Regions from separate parts of the Mus musculus genome. Here region 1 is linked to region 2. A link is a contact called in public HiChIP or PLAC-seq data. All regions are on one chromosome and are shown on one strand. The core of a region is the stretch at or near the end of the contact, and the rest is flanking DNA. Distances in the headings are between cores, read along the strand shown. Region 1 overlaps Cdh13 (cadherin 13). Region 2 has its middle 28 kb from the start of Sdr42e1.

The links. HiChIP or PLAC-seq counts read pairs in DNA pulled down with a chosen protein or histone mark.
Region 1: an H3K27ac HiChIP or PLAC-seq map of extraembryonic endoderm stem cells shows a contact between it and region 2, with 11 times the contacts expected there. The contact joins two enhancer-like sites. A contact is called at or near these places in 1 of 115 datasets of contacts at active chromatin or transcription factors (extraembryonic endoderm stem cells) and 1 of 9 other capture datasets (embryonic stem cells).

The regions. Positions count from the first base shown.
Region 1 is chr8:118,826,570-118,832,554 of GRCm38.p6, forward strand. The region is part of intron 4 of Cdh13 (cadherin 13); the gene reads left to right. Among named protein-coding and RNA genes, the nearest start is that of Gm31893, 230 kb to the right of the region's middle. Within about 2 kb of position 3,867, at least 34 of the 459 cell types and tissues checked have an H3K27ac peak or open chromatin away from gene starts, as enhancers often do. A contact at or near this core is called in extraembryonic endoderm stem cells, where this site is marked.
Region 2 is chr8:117,642,572-117,649,113 of GRCm38.p6, forward strand. No RefSeq gene overlaps it. Among named protein-coding and RNA genes, the nearest start is that of Sdr42e1, 28 kb to the right of the region's middle. Within about 2 kb of position 3,655, at least 27 of the 459 cell types and tissues checked have an H3K27ac peak or open chromatin away from gene starts, as enhancers often do. A contact at or near this core is called in extraembryonic endoderm stem cells, where this site is marked.

The sequences.
Region 1 (5,985 bases), core at 2,617-5,116, 1.2 Mb after region 2:
CCTGCCTCTACTCCAAAGCCACTGGAAATTTAAGTCTCTTAGAGTCTCTTATTACATAAGCATGAATATTATTAAATTTCCCCATAAACTCAAATTTTGTCTATTTAAAAAGACAATGAATCTTTCCTTTTGGAAATTGAAGTGGTTAGGATTAATGACCTCCCGTAAAGTTTTATCATCAATTATTACGCTTTATTGTGCCTCTTTCAGCCGCTTGCCACTCCACTCTGCCTTCTCTTCGTTCTCTTGTTTCTTGTGCCTAGGTTTTTTTTTTACTTTGCTGACCAAGACCTTGGGCCAGAAGGAGGTGAAATCAAACTGAAGCCAAATGCAAAGCTGTACTTCTGGCATTGGACAGATTTTAGACATGGACAGGGTTCATTGGCATTTATCCATCCTAGGTTAGTCATGTGGGCACGGTGAGTTCACAGTTCTTGAGAAATGAGCTGTGTCTAACATACTCTGAAAGCATCCCAATTTCAACAAAACACATTTACAGACTTCTTTGCTTTGTGGCATACGAATATAAGTCAGAGCACTCCCTCTTCTCTTCTCTTCTCTTCTCTTCTCTTCTCTTCTCTTCTCTTCTCTTCTCGTCTCGTCTCGTCTCGTCTCGTCTCGTCTCGTCTCGTCTCGTCTCTTCTCTTCTCTTCTCTTCTTTTCTTTTCTTTTTTCTTTTGAATTTGCATGTGCCTTTAGGACACAGTGGATTCCTAACTGTGACCTCTAAATATGCCAAGCACTTAGCTGTGACCCAGGTCCTCAGTCTCTGGCCAGCAATTGCCCCTTTGATCAGAATATCAGAGTTCCTTTCCCAATCCCTTCTCCGTGCTTTTGGGGTTTTACATCCAAGTTTTAACTGTGAGTTAGTCTCCTTCCAAACTTCTATCCCCAGTGGCCTTCTTGTGGTTGCCCCGATATTAAGAAACTGGGGTAAAATAACTGAGTAGCTGAGAAGTGATTCTCATGGAACTCGTGAGTGACAGAAACCCACTCAGACAGCTGAAGTCAGGGCCAGGCATGCACTGTATCCTACTCTCAGGACATCCAAGGCTGCAGGTGGCTTCAAAGCAGCTAGATCCAGCCTGAGGCTGTTTGTAGTCTTCTTTGGCTGAATTCCATTCCACCATCAATGGGATTTTTTTCCCTGTGTGGTCACAAACAGCATCCTCCTAGCCCTTGACTATCCAGGCAAGAACCTCTTCATCACCAGCTACGTCAGACTTTGCCCCGGGGAGACGGTTTGACAAACACCCATTCCTGAAGCCACTAGGTTCCATTTGTCCTGAAGTTCATTCCCCTGTGGGTGAAAAATGAGAACAGTTGGACTTGTCTCTTGCTATCCTCACTCAACAGGCAGGACTAGTACAAGAAGGGGGCGGGGCTTACTATGTAAATGTGTAGTTACCAGTCTCCATGGTTCTGCCAGGGTGTAGCTGTCTATGCAGCACTGGAATTTCATTAAACAGAACTTGGCATTTGGAGAGAGAGATCCCAATGTCTCTTTGCCATTGCGATTCCCTATGACAGAAACACCTACCACAAGTTGCCGCAGGTTGCTGGGTAGTAACATGGTCACTGACAGTCAATGCTGCCCATGGGGTTCCTGATCATTAGTTGGGAAGCAGTCCCTTTAAATTACTGAGATTCATCCACTTATGTACTTCTCTTCCATGCTAACAAAGAAAAGAGAGAAATGTCCCCAAGTGTTAATGTTCTATCTCTGGAATTGAGTTATTTTTCCAAGGCAATAAAATTTGAAGATTGCAATTAGTTAACCATTATGAAGACAGATCTTCAAATATTTCTCTCACTGTGGTGACATTTAAAATGCTTCCTGCTCCACCAAACAGCCCATTGGATTTTTCTCTGTATCTTTTCATAATGGCTAATTGCTAAGCAATTGATTGAATCCCCCTTTGTTCCTGTGTAATTTACTAAGTTGGCCAGAACAAGCGGCTTGACCATTTCTCGGCTTGCTCGTTTTGGTCACCTAGAGGGCAGGCTTTGGGCTAGAGATATGCTTATTTGGTTAAATTCTTGTAGACCGTCGATCTGACTATTTAATGTAGTGACTTAGGACAAAAGTTCAAAGGACACGCATATCTAAGTGTCCGCTGGGGAGTCTCTTAGCCTGCCTAAGCCTTGGGTTTGGACTTGGAAGATAGAAACAAGATTCTACCTCATACCGCTTAAGGAAGGGTCATAAGATGTGACTGCTTGTCAGGGCTCAGCCCCCTGTGTAAGCAACATAATCTATCACGTGAGTTGGCTTTTTAATAACATTTTTTATTCTTTGCATTTCATGCATTTATATAATGCACATTGACCATATATGTCACCTCCTGACAATACCCAGTAAGTGTCCCCATCCCAGTTCCCTACCAAAGTCATGCTAGGTACTCTTTTTATTTATTTCTTTCTATTGTTAAGAACCCCCTGAGTCAGGATCTGGAGAGGCGGCTCAGCAGTTGAGAGACACTTATTGTTCTTGCAGCAATGTAGGTACTCTCAGTACCCACACTGGGTGGCTCACGACTGCCTGTGACTCCAGCTCTAGGGGATCTGACACCCTCTTCTAACCTCTGTAGGTATTACACACACATGCACAACTGCATCCACAAATACACATAAATTTTAAAGATTAAATGTGTGGCTCATACTGGGCCATGAGGAACCTACCAGTGGTCATATCCAGAAAAGAAGGCGATTCCCTCCCTCAGGTGCTATAAGCTGCCAATAGATCCACAGCCAAGAGTGGAACTCCAACCCCTCCCCCCACCCATGCCTGCTGCAGTGTTAACTGTTTCTTGTGCTGATCATGTGTAGGTAACCAGAGCTGCTGCTGTGCACATCAACTTCAAGAAGTTTGTTATTTTCTCTGTCAGCTGCTGATGATGCAAATTTATAAGAGCTTGGACCAAATCCTTAACCTCTGTGCCTCAATTTCCCCAGTGGGCAAAATCAACGTAAGAATGCCACTGCTCATGTCTTAGGTTTATCTGATGGTGGGAGTTGAGGGGAACATGATGAGGGGTGGGGTGAAAGGGGACAGTGTGAGGACAGTGAGGGGACAGTGTGAGGACAGTGTGAGGACAGTGTGAGGACAGTGAGGAGACATGAGGATGGACCCAAAGGAAAGTTCATGGGTCGCCAGGCATGACCTGTATCCTGCTGCTGGGCACTCTTTCTAGAAACTTCTCTGCCTTCTGCCCTCCCAGAGAGTCTCCTCAGAGTCTGATCTTGGGGATTAGCATTCACAAATGCAGAGTGGCTGCCTCACATGCACAGTGGTATTCTTCAACACTGACAGTCCATCCAGCCATGTCTGCTACGTGTTAGGAGCCATGGTGAAATCGTCTCTATAGAGGATTGGGGCCGGGCAAATAAAGGGACAAGGGATGTCAGCCCTGAGCTGAGGAGTTGCCACCTTTGGAAGGGTTCTCTGAATGATGCCAGTGTGTGTTTTCTCACTTCTAGATGTTATCACAGGATGATAGGTAACGGATGCTGCTTCCCCCAGTCCCCGCCCATCTCCCACATAAAAGAGACATCACACTTGGAGAAAAGTAATTTCCCCAGAGCTGAGTCCAAAGAAGAAACATAAATCCGGGTGGCGCAAAGGAACAGGATCAAGGTCTCCTTAGCCACAGCCACCTTCGTGAGCGTAGAACTAGCGACTCCACGCTGCTATCTCTAAGGGGGAGGGTTGAGCTGCAAGTGTGTGTGTGTGTGTGTGTGTGTGTGTGTGTGTGTGTGTGTGTGTGTGTGGTCACGAAGCCTCCTGCAGTCTTAGATTCAGGGAGTTGGGCGTGGGGGCTGACTGTTCCCTTACTTTAGGTAGCCTGAGCTGTGTATATCAAGGAGGCATGCCCAGGCACGTGCCCAGGGATCTGAGGGGAACAATTGTTACACATGACTCACAGGCAAGCGTATCTCAGAGGTGGGGATGTGGTTTTATTTGCAGTTTCCATGGTATAATTGTCTTCATCCCCAAACCACAGAAACCACTTCAGTGAAACTGAAGAAAGACGCTGGTGTGCTAGTATATGCATGAAATCCAAGTGCTTGGGGGATGCTGAGACAGGAGAATGAGAACTAGAGATCATCTGAGCCCCTGTCATGGGGTGGGGAAGAAATAGGGAGGGGGTGAGGAGGGAGAGGATCAGGAGGAAGAGAGAGAGAGAGACAGCAGGCACTCTGTGGCTGTCTGGCTCCCCCCCCCCCCCCCCCCCGGCGGAGTGAGGGTGTGTGCATCTGCAGATAATACTGCGAACAGTATTGCCAGCATCCAGGGAGGTGCAGAACCTGTGCTGAATGGCAGGTGACAGGGTGTCCTCAATGGCAGCTCTCCCCTTGCACTGCTCACCCTAGTCCCCCTAGCAAGTCTCCTGTGGGTACCAGGCCCTCCTCACATCAGAGAGAGCTGAGGCTTAGAGAGATTTAGTGACGGTTTCTCCGAAAGTGGATAATCGAGGTATGAATAAGAACTTGAACCTGAAGCTTGAGCCCGATGCTCTGAACCCCACCTCCAATGGATGATGCACAGAGGGCTTGATTCCCCTCCTCTGAACTGGGAGGGAAGCCCACTCTTTCCATGTAGAGCCTGTGTTCTCTGTAGGATGGGAAAGCACAGGCACTGTGTTTCAAGGCAAAGCAGACAGGCCCTGCCCCTCACTCCGAGCAGTCCACGTGTGCAAGAGTGCTGCTCACACGCAGAGCATATCCGTGCTCTCTTTTACATCACAGCATCGATTTAGTGTTAGATCTGCCCCTCTAGCTTAGATCAGGGTCGGCCCCCACACCAGAACCGGGGAGGGCCAAAGGGAAGCATTCAGCCTGAGGTCCAGCAGGTCTCAGATCTGATGGACAGCTTTGCCTGAAAACCCTGCTCTACTAGTTAAGGTTCCGCCTCCATCTTTGGAAAGTGAGGCTGACACACAGGCTGCTTGGATTACAGAAGTCAGTGTCAAAATATAAAGCAAGGCCCCTGGGAAGCTGTCTGCCCCACAGTGCTGATGCTGTCCCTTCTGTTTGCTTCGTCTCCCATGGAGTCCAAAGGGACTGTCAAACAAGAACCCTGCCACAGAGCCACAAGCTCAGTCCACACTAAGATGGCTGAGATGAGGCCAGCAGGGCTCACCACTCCTCTCCCGTCCTCACACAGCGATCTGGGGAGCCTGAGCTTTCTGTTCTCACGCTCACTATTAAGGGCCCAGCCCAGCACAGTTTTTAGAGGCAGAGGCTTTGTTTTCTTTTCTCTCCCCGGAATGTGACTTCCATTACAGGAAGAGGCAGAAACTTGATTAGGAAGGATGGAAACACAAATGGAACCGTGTCAGGTCTCCCAGCAGCCTGAGCTATCCCGCGCTGACGATGGATATTTCTCACTCCATTCAGGGCTCCCTCAGATGACAGCCATTCCCGTCATCGTCAAAACAAAAGGCAGCTCGATGGGGCTGGTCAATCCGTGCCCTTTGCTTTTCTTGGATAAAAAGAAAATGACTTAACTAAATCTTCTTTTCTTTTGGATGAAAAGGAACTTTAAGGAAAAGCAGTTTAGTAGCAAATAACTGGCTTGAAGATAGAAGTGGGCTCCACTTAGCCACCTTCTCAAGTTGGATACAGGGGGAGGGGGGGGGAGTACCTGAGAGCAGGTTTGTGGCAGTAACAGCATCAGGCCAGCCACCACCAACACAGCCATTGTCGTTTGCAGAAAGCATGGAAGCTGCAAAACTCTTGTCTCTGTAGCCTCCCTTGCCATCACTGACAGTCTCCCTCCCTCCCTGATATACCACATCGTGCCTCACTGGAATTTCAAGCTAATGGTGGTAGTCTTTTTCACATACAGATAGCAAAATCTGTGTAAGGCTGACTGAAGAAGAATAACCATAAGAAGATGAACCCTTCTCAGTGTTTGAGTCTTCCCTCCAACTTTGAGGATTTGCCCTAAAGAACAACTCCAAATGCAGAGTACCTTTGCCC
Region 2 (6,542 bases), core at 2,405-4,904:
GAAGTCATCACTTAATTAAAAACCCCACTCATGGGCTGGCAAGATGGCTCAGTGGTTAAGAGCACTGACTGCTCTTCCGAAGGTCCTAAGTTCAAATCCCAGCAACGACATGGTGGCTCACAACCATCTGTAATCAAATCTTACACCCTCTTCTGGTGTGTCTAAAGACAGCTACAGTGTACTTATATATAATAATAAATAAAATCTTTTTTTAAAAAAACCCAGTCATTCAAATAATAATAGAAAACCTGTTCGCTCTCGGGAAAGACACGAGCACCACATTGGCTGGTTTTATGTGTCAACTTGATACAAGTTAGAGTCATCAAAGAGGAAGGGATTTCAGCTGAGGAAATGTCTCCATGAGATCCAGCTGTAAGGCATTTTCTTAACTAGTGATCACTGGGGGAGGGCTGGCCCATGGTAGGTGGCGCCATCCCTGGGTTTTATAAGGAAGGGGGCTGAGCAGGCCATGTGAAGCAAGCCAGCAAGCAGAGCCCCTCCATGGCTTCTGCATCAGCTCCTGCCTCCAGGTTCCTGATCTGAGTCCATCCCCTGAATTCCTTTAGTGATGAACAGCAACGTGGAAGTGTAAGCTGAATAAACCCTTTCCTTCCCCAAACTTGCTTCTTGGTCATGGTATTTTGTTGCAGCAATAAAAACCCTAAGACGAAAGCACCTACAGGTGGACACCCGACAGAGCTGACTGAAAACATGGCTCAGTGGCCAGATTGTAGCCGAAAGTTCAGGGCAGAATGTTAGATCCCACCGGAGTAACGTGGCAAGTCACTTTAAGGGCACTCCTGTTTGACTGCCAGCAGGCTTCTCAGCAGGGACACTATAGGCTAGGAAATAGAGGATGCTGTTTTTTATTGTGAAAATAAAGTTAAATGAAAACTAATTGCCAATCAAGGTTGACATAGCCAGAAAGTCTATCTTAAGAACAGAAGAAAGTCTATTCTAAAGTCGGTTCAAGGTAGAGGGACACTAAGAGAATTGAAGACCTTGGAGCAACATTCAGAAAGATGTTTTTCAGAACCAAGGGACAAAAGCAGAGCTTCCAAGAAGTTCCAAGGTGAGCACCAACTGAGCGGGTTCAAGACCTTAGAAACCATGCGTAAGGGACTCTGTCATGTAGACATGGATGAAAGAGAAAGAGCATGAAGATACAGTAAAGACACTAGTCTAACTGGAGTAGAGAACACAGGTGAGAGCAGAGAATAATCAAACACGAACAATACACTAGACCATCAAGCCATAAAGAGTAAACCAACCCACTATTGCATATGCCAGAAAGATTTTTGCTGAAGGGACCCTGATATAGCTGTCTCATATGGCAAATACAGAAGTGGATGCTCACAGTCACCTATTGGATGGAACACAGGGCCCCCAATGGAGATGCTAGGGAAAGTACCCAAGGAGCTAAAGGGGTCTGCAACCCTATAGGTGGAACAACAATGAACTAACCAGTACCCCCAGAGCTCATATCTCTAGCTGCATATGTAGCAGAAGATGGCCTAGTTGGCCATCATTGGGAAGAGAGGCCCCTTGGTATTGCAAACTTTATATGCCTCAGTACAGGGAAATGCCAGGGCCAAGCAGGGGGAGTGGGTGGGTAGGGGAGCAGGGTGGAGGGAGGATATAGGGAACTTTCGAGATAGCATTTGAAATGTATATAAAGAAAATATCTAATGAAAAATAAATAACAAAAAAGAGCAAACCAACCAACCAACCAAACAAACAACCAATCAAAATAAAAGAGTATCTCAAATGAGGTAATTTTTTAAAAATCACAGGAATAAGTCCCTATTTTCCACCAATAACTTGAGTGTAAATGGTCCCAGTTGCTCATTTACAATATGTATGCACAGACTGGCTGAAAGGGTTATGACCCAACACTGTGCTGAGAGGACAAAAAAAAAAAAGAATTCAAAATCAAAATCAATTGTAGTTGAGTAGTTGTGCTCACAACTGACAGAGCAGACTTTCAGACAGACAGTGAGACAGGAAAAGATGGTCACTGAGTTGTGGTCAAGAGAGCAAACCAACAGGATAGCATTACAAGACTATGGATAACTCAATGTTAAAATGATTTGATTTTAAAGTGTGTGTGTGTGTCTGTCTGTCTGTCGGTCTCTGTGTCTCTGTATGAGTGTGTCTGTATGTGTGTATGTGTGTGCAGTGTCCCCAGAGGCCAGAAGAGGGCGTTGGGTCCCCTAAGCTGGAGTTACAGGTGCTTGTGAGTGGCCCAATGTGGATGCTGTACACTGAATTTCAGTCCTCTGCAAGAAGGATAATGTGTTCTCAATGGCTGAGCCAACACTCCAGCCTAAGATCTAAGATTATATGTATGTAGTATGTATGTATGTATGTATGTATGTATGTATGTATGTATAAACACAGGTAGACCTACAGACAAGCTCCCGTAAATGATACTTGGGCATTTACATCCTATCCTTACTAATGGATTCACTATTCAAACCCTTTCAAAAGAGCAACAAAGAAGCATAAATTATTCTATAGGTCAAAGCACTCAACCGAAATGCATAGAACACTCTATCCAGCAGCCGCAGAGTGGGGATTCTTTTAAGTAGCACATGGAACCTGCTCCAAAGTGGAGCATGTATTAAATCACAAAGCAAAACACTCACACCGTGGAGCCCTCAGAGACCTGCCGGGAACAGGACTTCTGCGAGGCGTGATCTCCATCCTTACCAGGGCTGGCCCTCAACAAAACTGCACTTCCTAAATTAGCAGAATAACGAGAGCCATCAGCACAATGGGAAAGACAGTGTGTTGCTTAGAGCTGTCACGTTGATTTTTCCAGGGACAGCCATTGGAAGGAAGAGCTACCTAGAGACCGACATTCAAATTACATGCTCAGCTCCGAGGAAACGGAAAAACAAAATATTTACCATTAAGAAACGAAAACAAATAGTGCTTTGGGAGTTAGGAGTGCCTACTTTACTAAAACACAAACGTCCACTCGAATGCATTGAAAATGTCTTAAAAAAAAAAAACATGGAAATGCTCTCTGGGTTGCTGGCTGAACTATATATAGCACCTATGAGCAATCTTGCTATGACCTCAGTGTTGATACTGGGAGTTTTATCAATGTAGCATTGTGTGACACAATCTGTATCAATATTTATTCTTCTGCAAAATGGCTGCTTATGGGAGGAATTTGCCCAAATGGTCACAGTCTGATAGATGGCTGTTATTCTTTGTTTGTTATAGATACAGTCAGAAACTGGGCGCCTGGGTTTCACCCTGTGTCTTTCCTCGTATTTATCTGTGTTTCATGAAGTACATCCTTTTAGACTGCCCCACATCAGAAGACCCACTCTCCAACCAGCCAGTCGGTCTAGTTGCTGGCAACCTCAGAGAATCACTGACAAAGGTAACACTTTCTTTAGCAAGGGAAATTCTACACACAGTGATGGCTGAATACTATTGCAATCCAGAATTTAGGGTTTCTTAGTGCATTCTACTATAAATATACAAAATAGGTCTTCTCCCCTCAAAGCTGGTTTATAGTTATACCAATTTTAATTTTTATATGTGTATGAGTGTTTTGTGTGCATGTATGTAGGAATGCCACATGCATGCAGTGCCTATAGAGGCCAGAAGAGGGCAATAGATCCCCAGAACTGCTGTGAGTTGCCTTGGTGTTGGGGACCAAACTTGGCTTCTCTGTAAGAGCTGACAGTGCTCCTATCCACTGAGCCATCTCTCTAGGCCCTGAATTTATACTGTTAAAAAACATTCTCTCATTTGGGCACGCAATATATGTCACAGCAGGTTGAAAGGCCGGTACCTCTGCCTTCATTTTATATCCCACCATTGCTGTTTTTAACTCTGAGTGCAAGACAGGTTACTTACTGGCTGGGTGGTGGTGTTTACAAGACAACTGGTAGGAGCTATCTCATCTTATCTCTCTTCAAGGCCAAAGGTACCTAGACACACAGAGGTGGGGCCCGGGGAGGGGCAGGGAAGGGTTTCAGAGGCATCTAAGGTCTCCAGTCCTGAGCCAGAAGTCACCCCGGATTACAGGAACAACAGCCACATGTCAGGCTACCCTCTAAAAGAGGGCAGATATCGCTGGTGGGGAGGTGTGCCCTGGAGCAGGGCCTAGAAGCTTGTGTTTTTTAGCTTGCTCCATCCAAAGAGGACAGTGATAACCCGTTCAACAACCTTGCAGAGGCAGAACTGAGGTACAGAGCAAGCCAGCTCACACCTCAATCTGCAGTGCTTTGTCACGCACAGCTCTTGCACCCCGCCCTAGTTTGTCTACTATTTAAACGGAAAGTTCAGGTCAGTTCCCCGAAGATAGGCTTGGGGGGCCGGGAGGGGGGTGTCACTGGACCCCATTCTCAGTTGTTCTACTCAACGTGGCCACATTGGTTAAACTTCCCTGTTCTGTTCCTTCATTAGTTGGGACATATTGGGATGGACAGATGGCTGAGCCCAGTCCACAGGACCCCACCCCCACCCCCGAGCTTGTACCTTTGCGCTAAAATTCCAGTAGTGGGGTTGGGGGGGGGGCGGACACAGAGTTCCAGAAAGTTGCTCAGGTGAAGCCAGAGCCTTACAGACAGACACACATCCTAAACAGGTGAACGACCTGGAATGTCTGTCTCTCTGCATCTTCCACAAACCCTTAAGGTGCCATAGCCAGGGGCTATCTGGAGGTGGGTCCTATGGGCTGAATTTGTGCTGCTCCTGAGCCACGATGTTCCATACCTTCTCAGTTTTAGACTCATGGATATTTCGCAGTACTGCCTTGGCAGGTGGGGTGACCGGGACATAAACACCTGAGAGGTGCAGACTGCTTCATGGGAAGGAATTGGAGGGTGCTGCTACCGAGAATCAGCCTTCTGAGACCAGGTATATGAAACGCCCTGTGTGGCTCTGGAGGCATGCCAGGGCTGAGGACAGCAGGAAACAGATTGTTTGATACCCATGTCTTTTCCTAGAACAAAATTTTGGGTTCCTTTGTCTCCTTATCCCTTCCCTGGGGGAGATCTGGGGATCCACTGGAACTCTGGCTATACCCAGCTCTTCACCCCCGCTCCCCCAAATCCCCAACCAGCTATACACACTACAGAAAACCACAACCAAATGAAATGCAGAACTGTGGAGTCCAGTCACAACGGACACATCTTTGAAAACACTCCCACACCTAAGGTTCACGGAACATCAGGATGGGAAGCCCAGAAAGACTCAGAGTCAGAGGATCAGGGGATATGCTGTGATATTGTGTCCCCTGGTGATATTAGAAGCTACACCCAAAGTCTCACCAACATGACCGTCTAAATGCATGCCGAACAAGGTCTATGCCAACGGACAAGCCCAAGGGGACAGGAGAGAGCCCAAGAGGCCTCAGTCGTACATGAAGAGCTACAGGCACCTGAAGGAAATTAGGAGTGAGAGACATGACTTTCCCCGCGGAAGAGCACGCCGATTGGTTGCCCAGTGCCAAATACTCAATCCTGAAAACAGACAAATAACAGTGCACAGTCTAAGCAGGTCATAGTTCAGAATAAATATGTATATGGATGTAATAACAATAAAAGAGAGGCCATAGATTTAAAGGAGAGTGGGGAGGGGTTGCATGGGAGGGTTTGAAGGAAGGGAAGGGAGAAATGTACTTGTATTATAATCTCAAAAATAAAAAGATTAAAAAAATGAAGGAGAAAAAAGAGAAAGGTTAGGGGTCAGGGTATAGTGGTGCTCTCCTGTGATCCAGCACTTGGGAGGTAGAGGCAGTAGGATTGGGAGTTCAAGGACACCCTCAGCTGCCTAAGCCAGCTTGAGGCCAGCCTGGGCTATGTGAGACCTTGTCTTAAAGCCAACCAACCAATCAACCAAAGAATAAGGGACAAAAACTCCCTGTTGGGCAGGTCTCCAGACAGGCACATTGACGAAAGCTTTGAGGTCTCACTCCTGTCTGGTTACTCTCACAGGAGCAGCAGAGAGGAGAAATACAGGTCTCCTGATACTGCCCGTCAGTCACCTGCACAGGCACACACTGCCTGTCAAGGTGTTCATTGCCGACAAGCCTGGTCATGAGTCCTGCAGGAGGGAGCTGTGTTTACTTGCCCAATAGAACTTTTGGATGTGGACTGAAGTCTAATTAGAGGACAAAGGCTTTAGTCTACCACCATGGCCAGCCTCAAAATCACAGCTAATTGCCAGGATGTCGGAGGAAGCTTCTGTCAGCTGATAGAGGCTACACTCCCACTATTTGACAACTACATAGAACACAAACCTTATGCTCTGTTGTCTATGCCACACCACTTTGAATGATTGTTAAGACCTGCAGACAGTGGGTCTTTGTCGTGGATTTGATGTACATGGTCCTCAAATCCAGCTAAAGGGGCTACAGAGAAGGATCCCCTACAGGGCTCAGCTGGGAACATACTTATCATTATGACACAGGAATCGACACCACACTTCACACCACAAGGAAAAAGCTGCTTATTGAGAAAGTCTTTACACACAGGGGAAGATGGAGTCATTCCAACAGACACATAAACCCTAAT